2 separate regions of the Sus scrofa genome follow, and region 2 is linked to region 1. The links are chromatin contacts, called in public Hi-C maps. All regions are on one chromosome and are shown on one strand. The core of a region is the stretch at or near the end of the contact, and the rest is flanking DNA. Distances in the headings are between cores, read along the strand shown.

Region 1 (6,155 bases), core at 2,174-4,673:
GTATTTGATATAGCATAAAAGCCTGTTAGATAAATTACCTTTAAAAGAAAGGTTCTAACATATCCAACAGTTTTAAATATCAGTGCTGTTAGGAAAAATCTCCTTTTTAAAAGGGGAAACTTTCTTTCAACTTCATTAACCTAAGCAATAATTTATATTCACTAGCCACTTTTGTTTCATAGGAATTTCACATTAATAAAAGGATTACTCAGTCAGCAATTACCCTGAGCTCTGAGTTAAAATACGCCCCAGATTCTGCCCCAAAAGTCATCTTGAGTCACCTGATTTACCTCTGAGCCCGAACTGATTGACGATTGCACTAGATATCACTAGGTCCTTATGTTTAAGAAATTTGGGTCATATATTACAACTTAAGACAGTTTTTCAAAAATCCTCTAAGTTTAATTAAGCCTGTTGCTGATTTTTTTTCTTTTAAAAAGACAACAATGGGGGGTTGTCTTTTTTTAAATCAAAATAGAGAAATGAGCAGATTTTATAATCAACACAGGAAGCAAGTGGCTTTCAAAGCTGCCTGCTACTCAAAAGAGAATAAAATGTACCAAAGTAGTAAAGTATAAAGAATAAGCAAAGAAGCCAAGAGCCCAAAATATCTTAATCATAGTGCTTAGGACAAAAATAAACAAATAAACAAAGATGTATGACATCATACTCTATTTCTAGGTCTATCTTCATGTGTTTTCATGATTTGAAGTTACAGTAGTAGCTGAGAGTCATCTGCCTAGCTTTTACTAACATTTATTCACAAATCAATTTACATTTTTTTAATTTTTCATACTCAGCCTATTTTTAAACTGTCAAGAAGAGTTTCTTACTCAGGTCCCTTCTGTTTCAATGATTTCCCAAGGCTCAAGGGAAAAAAAAAAAAAAAAGAGGGAGAGAGATTTAAAAAAAAAAAAAATCAAGAAAGAGAATGTTTAAGTGTCTGACAGCTAAGTGACACTCACCCACCTTGTGATCCTAAGTACTATTAATGAGGCAGCACTCTAGACACATGAAGTCCTTATTTTTTAGAGGGCTTACTTACCAACAAGGTTTTATTCTTTCCTAAAAATGCTCTTTTCAAATTAAGTGCTATGACAAATATGCATACTTGAGTAATAGGTCAATTATTATTAACTTCCTAGACCCCTCCACTAAAACTAGAGAATTCAAATGGGAAACCTATTAAGTGATGAGAGAAGTTGGTTATCTTTTGGTTGTACATGACAAGATATCACTTGAATCCCATTCTTTCTGGATGTCACTTAAAAAAATAACAGTAAGGTAAGGGACTTTTAAGTACAAGTTTATGACAATTTGTCCTCTTCTGCTCTACTACTAAGGTCTTCCAAAACAAATCTCACTTCCAAACCCCAATTATCAGAGGTAAGCACAGCTAACAAGTTCTAGTATAAAGTTATAAAGATAGTCAAAGCATGTTTGGTTGTATAAACTAATCAAAGAATTATTTTCCTGCAGATGAAAGGTCACAAATGAGCTTTGAGGTAAGACAATCTCCCACTGCCTCCAGAGATGATTCTTTAAGTACCAGGAAGGAAGGAGGCTGGGCAGGAAGCTTCAGAAGGGCATAAAGGTTTGTCTGTGATTCAAGGAGGCCATTAGTAATCACTACCATTTTCAAAATGATTTTGCTTGGTACATCGCCATAACTTGTTTCATCAACAAAAGGTAAACTTAAAGAATAAAATTAATATAATCCTTGAGACAGAATTTGAATGTTCACTTCTTGGGAGGAAAAGCTCAGGCAGAAAGAGGTAACTTCAATTCACACAAAACAAATGGATCCCACAACAAACTATGTATTTTGTATCTTGATCAAGAATGAACTTCATAAACAGCAAGAGCATTCAATCAAAATAAAGAACAATGTAAAAGCTAAAAAACAAAAAAAAACCCCTGCATTCCTATTGTCAATTGTTAGATTTTAATACATGATCACAAGTTTTCGTGCAGCTATAAATCCTACAGGAAAACTTTTTAAATAAATACCAGTTTCCAATCAACTTTAACAAGAAAACTGGCCTATTTACTTGCACAACATTCTGAGGGTCAAAGTGGATATTGTGTTTGTATGGCTAGTATTCCGATATGATAACACCTGAGAATATTCCGATATTTAATTTCAAAGTCTCAAAAAAGGATTAAATGAGATGACTTTTACCCAGTTTAACACTAGTTTTTAGTACGGTGTCTCGTAGGAATTTCTGCTTTCAGTCCGTTGTTCTTAACCGTACAGTGAGGAATAATGTATCATTAATTCAGGTAAGCACCTACCCATCCGGGAAAAGCTTCAGCTTTGCAAAGAGAAGACAAAAACCTAAACTTTTGGCCAACTGCAATCTGAGCTCTCCACCCCCCAACCCCCCACCCCCGCCTAACACGGGCTCCCAGCAGAGAACCTAGAGAATACTGCACAAAGGAGGACGAGGTTTCGGCTCAGGGAAGCAAGAGGTCACCTCGACTGGTCACAGAAGAGCTGGGGGCTCGGGGTCAGGGAGGGGTAGGAGCAGAGCCTAAGCTGGGACAGTGGCCCCCAGCATCCGACATCTCCGCCGGGCCACGTGGACACGCGGGATGAGCAAGAAGGCAGCGGAACGGGATGCCACACGGGCGCCTACACGTCACGCCTGCCCTACCGCGCAAGGCCCAGGCCGCGTGACGCAAGAGCCGGTCCAAACCCGCCGGACGTTTGGCATTCCCGAGAACTCCATGTTGGAGCCGGGTAGTCAAAAACGACCAGTGACAGCAGGACACAACTCCGAGCTTGGCCCCCTCCGTCTGGGAGTGATCTAGAGAACAGACACCAGCCTTTGAGAACAGTTCCCAGCTCCCGGTCACCCTCGACCCTGACCCACTCTCAATCCCAAGGACCCATTCGTCCCCTCCCTGCCCCCAAGGCGGGTGCCCAAGAATTCGGGTCGCACGCCAGATCCAAATCGCGCGAGGTACGGCCCTCGGGGCACACTGGGAAGTGTAGTTCCCCCGGCACGCCAGGCGCCCCGCCGACGCAAACGTCTAGAGGAAAAGAACTACAACTCCCACGGGGCCCAAGACTAAGAGACTCGCTAGCCCGGCCGGCAACTGGGATGCCGGTGGCGGGGATACCCTCCTACCTGCCGTCGCCGCCGTCGTTGCGGCTGCCCCTGAGCCGCCGCCACCACTGCCACCACGGTGGGGTGTGTTCCGCTTCTTATTCTTCGGCATCGTGGGACGCCCGGTGCCGCCTAAACTCGGAGCTTAGCGAGGATCAGCCAATGGAGCTGCACTTTTTACTCGTGCGTCTGTGCGGCGGGCGGCTGAGAGGCGATTCTTCGGCTAACAACAGAGGCGAGAAGCGGCGCGGGTAAGAGTGGGCGGTGGCGGCAGCAGAAATCCCCGTGAAGAGCTGTGATCGGAAACGATACATGTTTCTCTCTAGCGCAGGAGCTAAGGCGGGGCGGTCGCGGCCACGACGCCTTAAGTACAAGACAGCTGCCTGTCGTCACCATATATGGGCGGGACTCGAACTCTCACTAGCCAATCCCTATAGATCCCCCCACCGAAGTCTACTTCGGGCGGCCGAAGGATGTTGACTACCGATCCCATGCCACAAGTCTTCCAGCGGCGCCCAGGGAGCCAGGCTTAGTTGCCGCTCTGAAGTCTGGGAAATGTGGTCTCACGGGGGAGCCGGCTCCCAGCTCCTCCCAACTGGCTTTTGTACGCACTTCCCTTCCCGTAACCCCTCCCTTCTCTCCCCGCAGCCCCGCCTTGGAATTGACGAAGGTGGTCATGGATGGTGAGCAATGCCGCGGGTATGCTGGATGACGACAGCCCGCTTCCAACTGGGAGCTAAGCAATCCGCGTGGCTGGTCTGTCTCCAGAGGATCGTGTTCTTCTCCTTCACCTTTCCCCTACTTGCCTGCGTCCTCTGCCCCGGCACAGCCATACCCCCTCCTTAGGAATGTTCCCATGGTTTTAGTCTTTTAATTATTAGTTTAGCGATCATCAGTATCTACCATTGAATTGTGGTTCAGGGCTCTTGTGCCCCCCAAACCTTCAGAAAGGTGTGCTTTAATCTACTTAGTCGTGTAGTTCGTGTGTTTCGTCTATTCTGCACCGGAAAGATCTGGCGATTCAGGTTTCTGTACAAGAATGTGTCCTTTTGACAATTCTGCCTGCCAGTTAGGAGGTCAGCCTGGGATAAGAATTGGGTTTGGGTAACTTAACAGCTGATAAAACAAACATGGGCTATGAATACCAATAATCGCAGTGTTTTTTATTTTCCCAGGTGCTCCTAAGAGTTCTGTCTTCCTTGTTGCATTCGTCAGGTATCTAGGACCTGTTATTAAGCTCATATCCTTATGACAGACCATAGTGACTGATTCACCTCAGTGTAGGTGATTCATCCCCCACTCCACCTCTCTCCTGAGCTCCTTCTCTTATTTTCTTTTCAATTGCATTGTAGCACATTTACACCTGCATGTTCCATATGCACCTCAATCCACCATCTCTAATACTGTATTTCTCTCTTCCTGCCTTCCTTGTGTATGTTCACAGTACTACTATCTTCCCATATGTCCAGATTCAAAGACTCAAATTCATACATGGTTTCCCTAAAACCATCAGTATTACCATAAAACTCTGAAGTTCATGTGCTCTTTTCCAGTCACACATGACCTCAGCTGGTGCCTGGGCATTTTAAGGGATCTTGCCAGTCATTTCACCATATTTCATGCATAATAATGTTGCCAGATTTATTTGTGTATCCCTATTTTACTAATTCACATGGTTTAGTAGTTGTTCAGAAACATTTCCTGGGTCCCATTACCAATATATTAAATGCCAATCCTCCCCTGGCCTGGACTCCCTTTCCAGCCCATCTTTCACTGCTTCCCCGGACACACGGACGTGCCCTGTGCTTCGGCCACACTGCACTGCTCTTCATTTCCAGGACACAGCCCTGCTCTCCTACCTCCTGTTGTCCCTCATCCAGCGTTCTTGTAACGTCCTTCCTCCCACATTCACCTTCGAAAAGGGTATCCGTCTTCCAAGATCTCACTCAAATTCCACTTCCTTCATGAAGCCTCCAACCAGAATTGTTTTTTTCTTCACAACTCTTAAAAAACTTTTTGTTATGCTCTAATGGCACTTACGACATCTCCCCAGACCTCACGGCCTATTCCAAGGGCAACATTGCAGGGTTGCTTTTACTTTGTTTTCTCCTGAAACAGCACGTACACCAGGATGCAGGTTGGTGGACATAGCTCCCACCGATGCCCCTGTATGATCTCTTCACATGACTGTGCATCTGAAGCCCAGTGGCCTTGACTTGGCCCACACTGGAGGATCACAGAACTGTATCTTTCATGCCCCCAGGCTCTTTATCATCCAGAAATACTGTACTATACATAAGGCAACAATTTTGCTGCTGTGAGCCACATCACCCAGGTTCAGTGTCCTGCCTCCAGGCCTTGAAGTTTGTGCTTTGCCTGCATGTGGGGCACGCTCCTTTTACCTGCATCCATCCACGTCCACTTAGAGGCTTTTCCTGGGCAGGCCTGACCGTGGCCTGTCACATCGCATACATACTCGTTTGACATTTATTTGTAAACACATCTGTCGTCTTAAGGAATTGTTAACTCCTCAAAAACAAGAACCTTATTTTCATCATCTCTGTCCCTCATGGCACATATAGAAGTGTTATCTTTGTAATGATAGGTGTCAGTGTATGTTAAATGAATGTTTGAGAAATACTTGTTGACTAGATTTTTCTAGGTCAAGAAAAGGCAGCAACATTACGTACATGAAGTGTTGCTTTTAGTATAATGAACTCTGAGAGGAACTTTTGATAAAATCATCTTGCTGCCTTTTAACATCCACAGCTTTTTTTTTTTTTTCTCTTTAAGGCTGCACCTGCAGCATATGAAGTTCCTGCACCTGCAGCATACGGAAGTTTCCAGGAATCGGAGCTGCAGCTGCTGGCCACAGTCACAGCCACTCCAGATCTGAGCCACATCTGTGACTTACACCACAGCTCATGGCAATGCCAGATCCTTAACCCACTGAGCAAGGCCAGAGATCATCCTCGTGGATACTAGTCAGGTTCATAACCCACTGAACCACAACAGGACTCCCTACACCACAGATTAATTCCA
Region 2 (6,155 bases), core at 2,393-4,892, 200 kb after region 1:
CACAGCTTGGAGAGTCAGGACACAAGTAATTCAGCAGTGATGGTGAGGGTTAGAATAGTGGCTATTCTAAGAGATGAAGAGAAAGAAGGGATTCAAAAGATTCTTTCAGGCACAGGAAGATAAGACATGGTAACTGATCAGATTTAGGACCTGAGGGCAAGACAGAAATCAAGGGTGCTTCCTAGGTTTTTAAAGCTTGATGCTATTTATCAAAATGGGAAATATAAGAATGAGGAGATGACACCACCTGCTACCCCCATTTCTTCTAGAGACATCACAAATGAGTTAATAAGGTCTCCAGAGGAAAAGAATTATAAATCCAAAGAGGTATTACCATGATCATCATCTACTGGTCATGCATTTGCAGAGAAAAAAAGTTGACTCTGTCAGACTCTTATGATACCGATGGAAGCACAGGTTGACACTGTCAGAAAAAATCAACTTCATCGGAAAAATTTCCCCAGTAATATCCCCAAGTGTGAGAACTATTGGAAGGTTTATTACCTGTTCTTAATTTTAGGGGACAATATGAAATGCTAGTTACTGTTCAAATGGTTGGAAAGCAGTGTTGTGGAAGATTAGGGCCTTCCCTGGAAAGAGATGGTGCCTCAGGAAGTATGACACACAGACCTCAGGGAAGGTGCTGAACCTGCATGCATACTACCCAGTGACTCATTCTAGCAGAAATTTGTAGAATTGCAAGGATTCCTATAAAAAGACTCCCTAGTCCCTTCTGTTTCATAATATAAATACACAGATTGATATTTTAATTAGAGAGAAACCTGTTAAAAGAGGCATTTTTCAAGAAATCAGTGATTTTATAGGGGAAGACATTTTTGATAACTGAAGTAGTTGCTTTAACAGAAAAATATGAATCTACATTATTTCCACCAAAACCTGTATCACACTTTGCAGGCTTGTAAAAGAATGTTGGTAAAGTCACAGGATAATAAACAGGTTATTAAGAGATTTTTTTTTTTTTTTTTTTTTTTGCTTTTTAGGGCTGCACCCACAGCATATGGCATATGGAGGTTCCCAGGCTAGGCACTGAATCAGAGCCATGCTGCCGGCCTACACCAGAGCCACAGCAACGCAGGGTCCGAGCCACGTCTGCAACCTACACCACAGCTCATGGCAATGCCAGATCCCTAACCCACTGAGCAAGGCCAGGGATCGAACCCGCAACCTCATGGTTACTAGTCAGATTCGTTTCCGCTGCGCCACAACGGGAACTCTGAAGAGAATTTTTAATGACAACCTTAACACATATAAAAACAACATAAAAATCAACCATTAAACTTCCATTGACTGCTACAAATCAGTGAGACTACTAGGCAGTTCTGCTGCTCAATATCTTCGTTGTAAAATTGGAACCTAAAATTACGCTTCCTATCAGTTACTCAATTCAATCTAATAGTTATCTAAAAATTCATCCTGAATTAATGCTGGTCATCACAGTTTGGTAAGTATATGGAGAAAAGAATATTCATATGACTACTGGTAGGAATGTTTATATACACTCTTTAAGAGGAAAATCTGATATCTACCACAATTTTAAATGTGTGTCATCTTTGACCCAATTCCTCAAGAAATACACACCTGGTGAACAAGCATGTATGTGAAGTTGTTCGCTACATTACTGAAAAACTAAAGCTACAGTATACGTTCATTAACAGAGGAAAAGCTGAAGTAGGGTATGTCCATACTATGGAATACTACGGGCATAGTCCTTGAAAAGAATGAATCAATAAATGTACTGATGTAGAAGAATGTCTCTAACAGATCATTGTGAGAAAGAAGGTGACAGATCTTTATGCTTACACGGAATGAGCCCTTTTTATTTAAAAAAAACCCCCAAAACTATACAGATGTGTGTCACACAGCCATATATTAGAACACACACCAAACCTGTAAAAGTTGTTACTTTGGGAATGGGACTGTGTGTGATGGGGAAACTTTGAAATGTTGCAGTTTTTTACCATACACATTTCTGAACAGTTTGAACAGTTTATAATGAAAAGTTTTATAATTTAAAAACAAGTAATGATATTTAAAAGTTTTACAATGTTTTTGAAAGGCACACCATTTTCTTCTTTATGAGTTAATCTATGAGATCAATTTACAAAGGATTCCACCTTCAAATGTTCAAACACGTAACCCTCTGGAATTTTGAGAAGCTGGAAAACCTTAAGAGTATGTTACTGTTAGATAAGATCTGACTATATGGCCAACCCTGGAATGAATTGTTTAGGATGTGGATATAACTCAATATTTAAGTACGGAGCTTACCAAAGATTTCTTTGGCAGAAGTGCTGAAATAATTTCAGAGGTAGGAGGTTCCACTAGGATGGGAAGTGGGAAGACATAGCACAGTCTGTGTGCTAAGACAAAAATGTCAATTTAACCACGAATGCAAAAGCAAAGAAAGAAATTTTACAAAACCGCAATAAGGATGGAGAACTAAAATGAAGCTCCAAACCATGTCCATTAGAAAAAGACAACTAGCTGTGTTAAGTTACATATCAAATCAAAAAAGAAGGGAGTCAGGTGGGGGATAAATATATAGATTAAAGGTAAAAGAATTGGGCTAGGAATTCTAAAGATAATCCCCCAGCAGCTTTCAAAGTTTGATTTTTTTGCCCTCTGCACCGGATAAAAGGACAACTTGAAAGTTAGGTAAAGCCAAAGAAGCTGTGAAGATTTTCTCTCAAGCCACGAGAGCCAATTGCCGCTTCTTTCCTCTTGCTCCAAGGACCCAGCTCCACCAATCCCGGAGAATGCCAAGGGCAGTCAATGAGCAACGGGAGAAGCTCTGAGAGCCACACACTCTCCCTTCAGAGGCTGCACGAGCCAGCCACTGAGAAAATCTGGGGCGTGCAAGGCAGCGACCAGTCTGCAACTGGAAATCCGCCCGAACCCAAATAAAACTTATCTTCAGAGGCCAAAGCAAGCAAATCGAAGCGGGGGTAGGGTACTGGCGAAGAAAACGCTGCTAATCCCAGAGTTAACAGCACACAGGCCGGAACCTGACCTGACCCACGCCCACTCACTCGGCAGAGAGCGCAAAGGTGCGAGCTCCAAAGGCAGGATAAACGCTCAGAGAACTTCCTTGGCTTCGGAAAAGCCATTCCATCCCATTTTCTCTTCCTTCTCAGAAAGACCCCTTCAAGTTGCCGCCGCCCACCCCACCATGTCCCTCGGGGCCCCTCATGTGGCCCCTTCGCGCCCCCAGGTGGCCTTAGAGCTGGGGTCCGCCCCGCAGTCAGCTGCACTCTAGGTGGGAGAAAAAGGAAAATAAACCACTTGCACCTCAGAGGTACTGTACTCACCCTCATAAGTGAAAACTCCGGCTCCGCCGCTGCTGCCATCACCGTCTTCCTCCTTTTGGGGAGCAGCCCCCTGGGTCTTGGGAGCAGCCATTACGCGGCTGAAGAAAAAAGGGAGGGTCACGGGCAGGAGCGCAACCAATGGAAACGCGCCTAGAAACGAAGTCCCCATCGACGCGGCGTTTCCTCCACTCCCACGCCGTGCCGTCACGTTCTGGGCCAATAGGACGTGACGATCAGAACATAACCCCGCCCTACATGCTAGTGCCACGCCCCCTTCCGGGATGGAGAGACCCAGAACTACAATTCCCAGTGTGCTGCGCAGGCTCTGGGCAGGGAGGGCTGGAAGAGGCGCTGGCGGGCGGGGGTGCGCCCGAGAGTGCCCCGGCGTGTTCGCTTAGTTCAGTGAATCAGAACAATGACTGCGCCGCTGGGTTCCCGGGAGCGCGTCGGAGGACTGTGAGCAGCCGCCGCCTGGAGAGCGGCGGGCGGCGCAGCCTCGGCCGCGCGGTGTCAACCTCGGACTCGCGAGCTTCCAGTGCAGACCCTGCCCAGCGCCCGCAGCCCGCGCGGAGCCGCCGGGCTCCAGCGCTGCAGACGCTACTCCGGAGCTGTGCATTGTTGTGAGCTGGAGAAGGGGTGAGGGGATTACAAAGCCCGAAGACCCCGAACCCCTCTTTAGCCATGTGGATACCTACAGAGCACGAGAAATACGGCGTGGGTGAGTCTCCGCGGGGCGAACTTTTTATTCCGCTCTGGCCGGAGCGGGTGCGTATTTCGCGTCCTTGCCCTGGCGACTCTCTCTTCTCCCGGCTGGAAATGCCTCATCCTGGCATCGCGCTGCGGGTTCGGGGCTTTACCCAGCCAGCTCCGGGCAGAGGGGTGCGCTCTGGGGTCTCGCCGCTCAGCGTCTGATGGGCGCTCCGGGCAGCGGCTGGGGGGAGCGCGCGACCAGCCCGCCCGCTGCAGGCTCTGCCTGCGGAGTTTGTAGTGGCGACGGGGCGTGTGTGTGTCAAGTTGCAAGAGGAGAGCGAACCGCGTTCCTCTCCAGCTGCTACCTTTCCCCAAGGCGGCAAGGGCTGTAACGATTTCCCGGGTGGAGAGGGAGACAACAACAATCGCGCTAAGTGAACAGCCCCAAAACAGAAGGGAGGCGCAGAACCTTCCCTCTGCCTCCCTTCAGCATTCCCAGAGTGCGGAATGTGGCACCGTCCTCAAAAGAGACGGTCAGACAGAGTCCGGCCGGGGACTCTCATCCCGGGTTACCCTGTGTGTGTGTTGACGGGCGGGGGGGATTGGTAAATTTCAACATCTGCGTCGCTCTGCTCTTTGGTCTTTGGAGGGGAACCGGTATTTCAGCAATGTTTTTACTTCTGATCACCCTCTCTGCCCGGGGTGAGCCGGTGGGGGTGGTGATGGAGGACAGCTGTGGAGCGATAATGGGGAGAGGGAATCGGAAAGCTTGGGTCTTAGAGGCACGGAGACGGCTTTTGGGGAAGGACTACCCTGACACTGGTGTTTGGAGGAGAAGGAACAGGGTAACGCTCGCCGTTCTGTGCAAAGGTGAACAACAAAGGACATTAATGTTGACGGATGAATACAGGAGTCTCCCTTCCTTTCCCTCCTCCCATTTCAGGCCGATTACAGTTCCCGTTTTTGTTGTTTGATTTCAGCTGGGTCGCCCCTTGACAGTTACTCCTTTTAGGGTAGTGACTATTAAGAAGCCAGGCTCTCTGACAAGCTTGTAGCAGCCAAATGCAATTATAACCTCTCAAAAGATTTAACAGAGAGAAAGCGTTATGGATTTTACTAACAATCTTTATTTCCTATAATGCCCTGTCCTGCTGATTGGTGGACTTTTTTTTTTAAATAAATTGAGTATAGATCTAGTGACTTAGATAATGTGTAGGTATCTGCTTATGTTCTAAATTCATTTTTCTATGATTTAAAAAATCTGGAAAGCCTTTCCAGGGAGTCATAGTCATAAGATTATTATTATTTTTTTTCAACTTAGCCAAGGGATAGGATTTTGGAGTCCTCTGAAAGGACTGTGTAATTAAACAAAGTCAATCTCCTATATTACATTAGCTTTCATTCTGGATTTTGACTGGTTGGCAAGACAATAGTTTGTCCAGGACCCATCTTTGGGAGGGGGTTCCAGCTTTCCCTGTCTTTGAAGCGTTAAGGGGAGTCTTTGCCAGGCACTGTACTGGCAAAGCATAGACATTTCCTTCTCTTCACTCGCCCCCTTTTTGGGATAGATTAGCCCTTGCATGGGAGAGACATTGCCTTAGCTGAACTGGTGAGGAACCGAGTTCCCTTGTCACCAGGCTTAACATCCAGTGCAGGAAGCACAGACATCAAGCAACACTGTCCCGTTTGGAGTTCATCCCAGATGTTGCTTTCTTCCAAGTGTTAAATTATACAGATTATGGAGGGGATTTATTTTCTTGATTTCTTTATGTGCCAGGTCACAGCTGGGGTGCTTGTATTGATTAGTTCTTCTCTCGCCTTTCTTTGCAAGCTGTGGGCAGAGGCTTAAGACACACTGTGGGATTTCCTGGAATGGCAAACCGGATGTTATCAGTCAAATGTTTTGGGCTGCAGCCGACACCTCGCCTTTGGGTGGTTGTGATTTGGTTGCAGAGGAGGTTGGAGGAGGTAGAAGGGTGAGCACACACTTGGGAAAAGGAGGTTTAGTGAGATGAGAGCAGAGAGGGGTCCATTGTGCTCATTTATACAATATCACACATAGAGCACTGTGTGTGTCATCTTTTACTATATTACATTATAACATGTAATTATAGTATATGAAGTTAATCATCTTTT

What was found. Hi-C and Micro-C count contacts between places; a contact is called where the count stands out from the background.
Region 2: a Hi-C map of liver shows a contact between it and region 1, with 5 times the contacts expected there. The contact joins the promoter of DOCK4 here to the promoter of IFRD1 in region 1. A contact is called at or near these places in 1 of 5 promoter capture datasets (liver), 7 of 47 Hi-C or Micro-C datasets (epiblast stem cells, heart right ventricle, liver and 2 more) and 2 of 2 datasets of contacts at active chromatin or transcription factors (alveolar macrophages and skeletal muscle).

What each region holds. Positions count from the first base shown.
Region 1 is chr18:33,217,548-33,223,702 of Sscrofa11.1, forward strand. IFRD1 (interferon related developmental regulator 1) reads right to left here and starts at 3,424. Exons shown (of 12, transcript NM_001007519.1): 1 at 3,135-3,424. The coding sequence starts at 3,225.
Region 2 is chr18:33,419,557-33,425,711 of Sscrofa11.1, forward strand. DOCK4 (dedicator of cytokinesis protein 4) reads left to right here and starts at 3,643. Exons shown (of 54, transcript XM_021079277.1): 1 at 3,643-4,047. The coding sequence starts at 4,011. ZNF277 (zinc finger protein 277) reads right to left here and starts at 3,459. Exons shown (of 12, transcript XM_021079287.1): 1 at 3,330-3,459.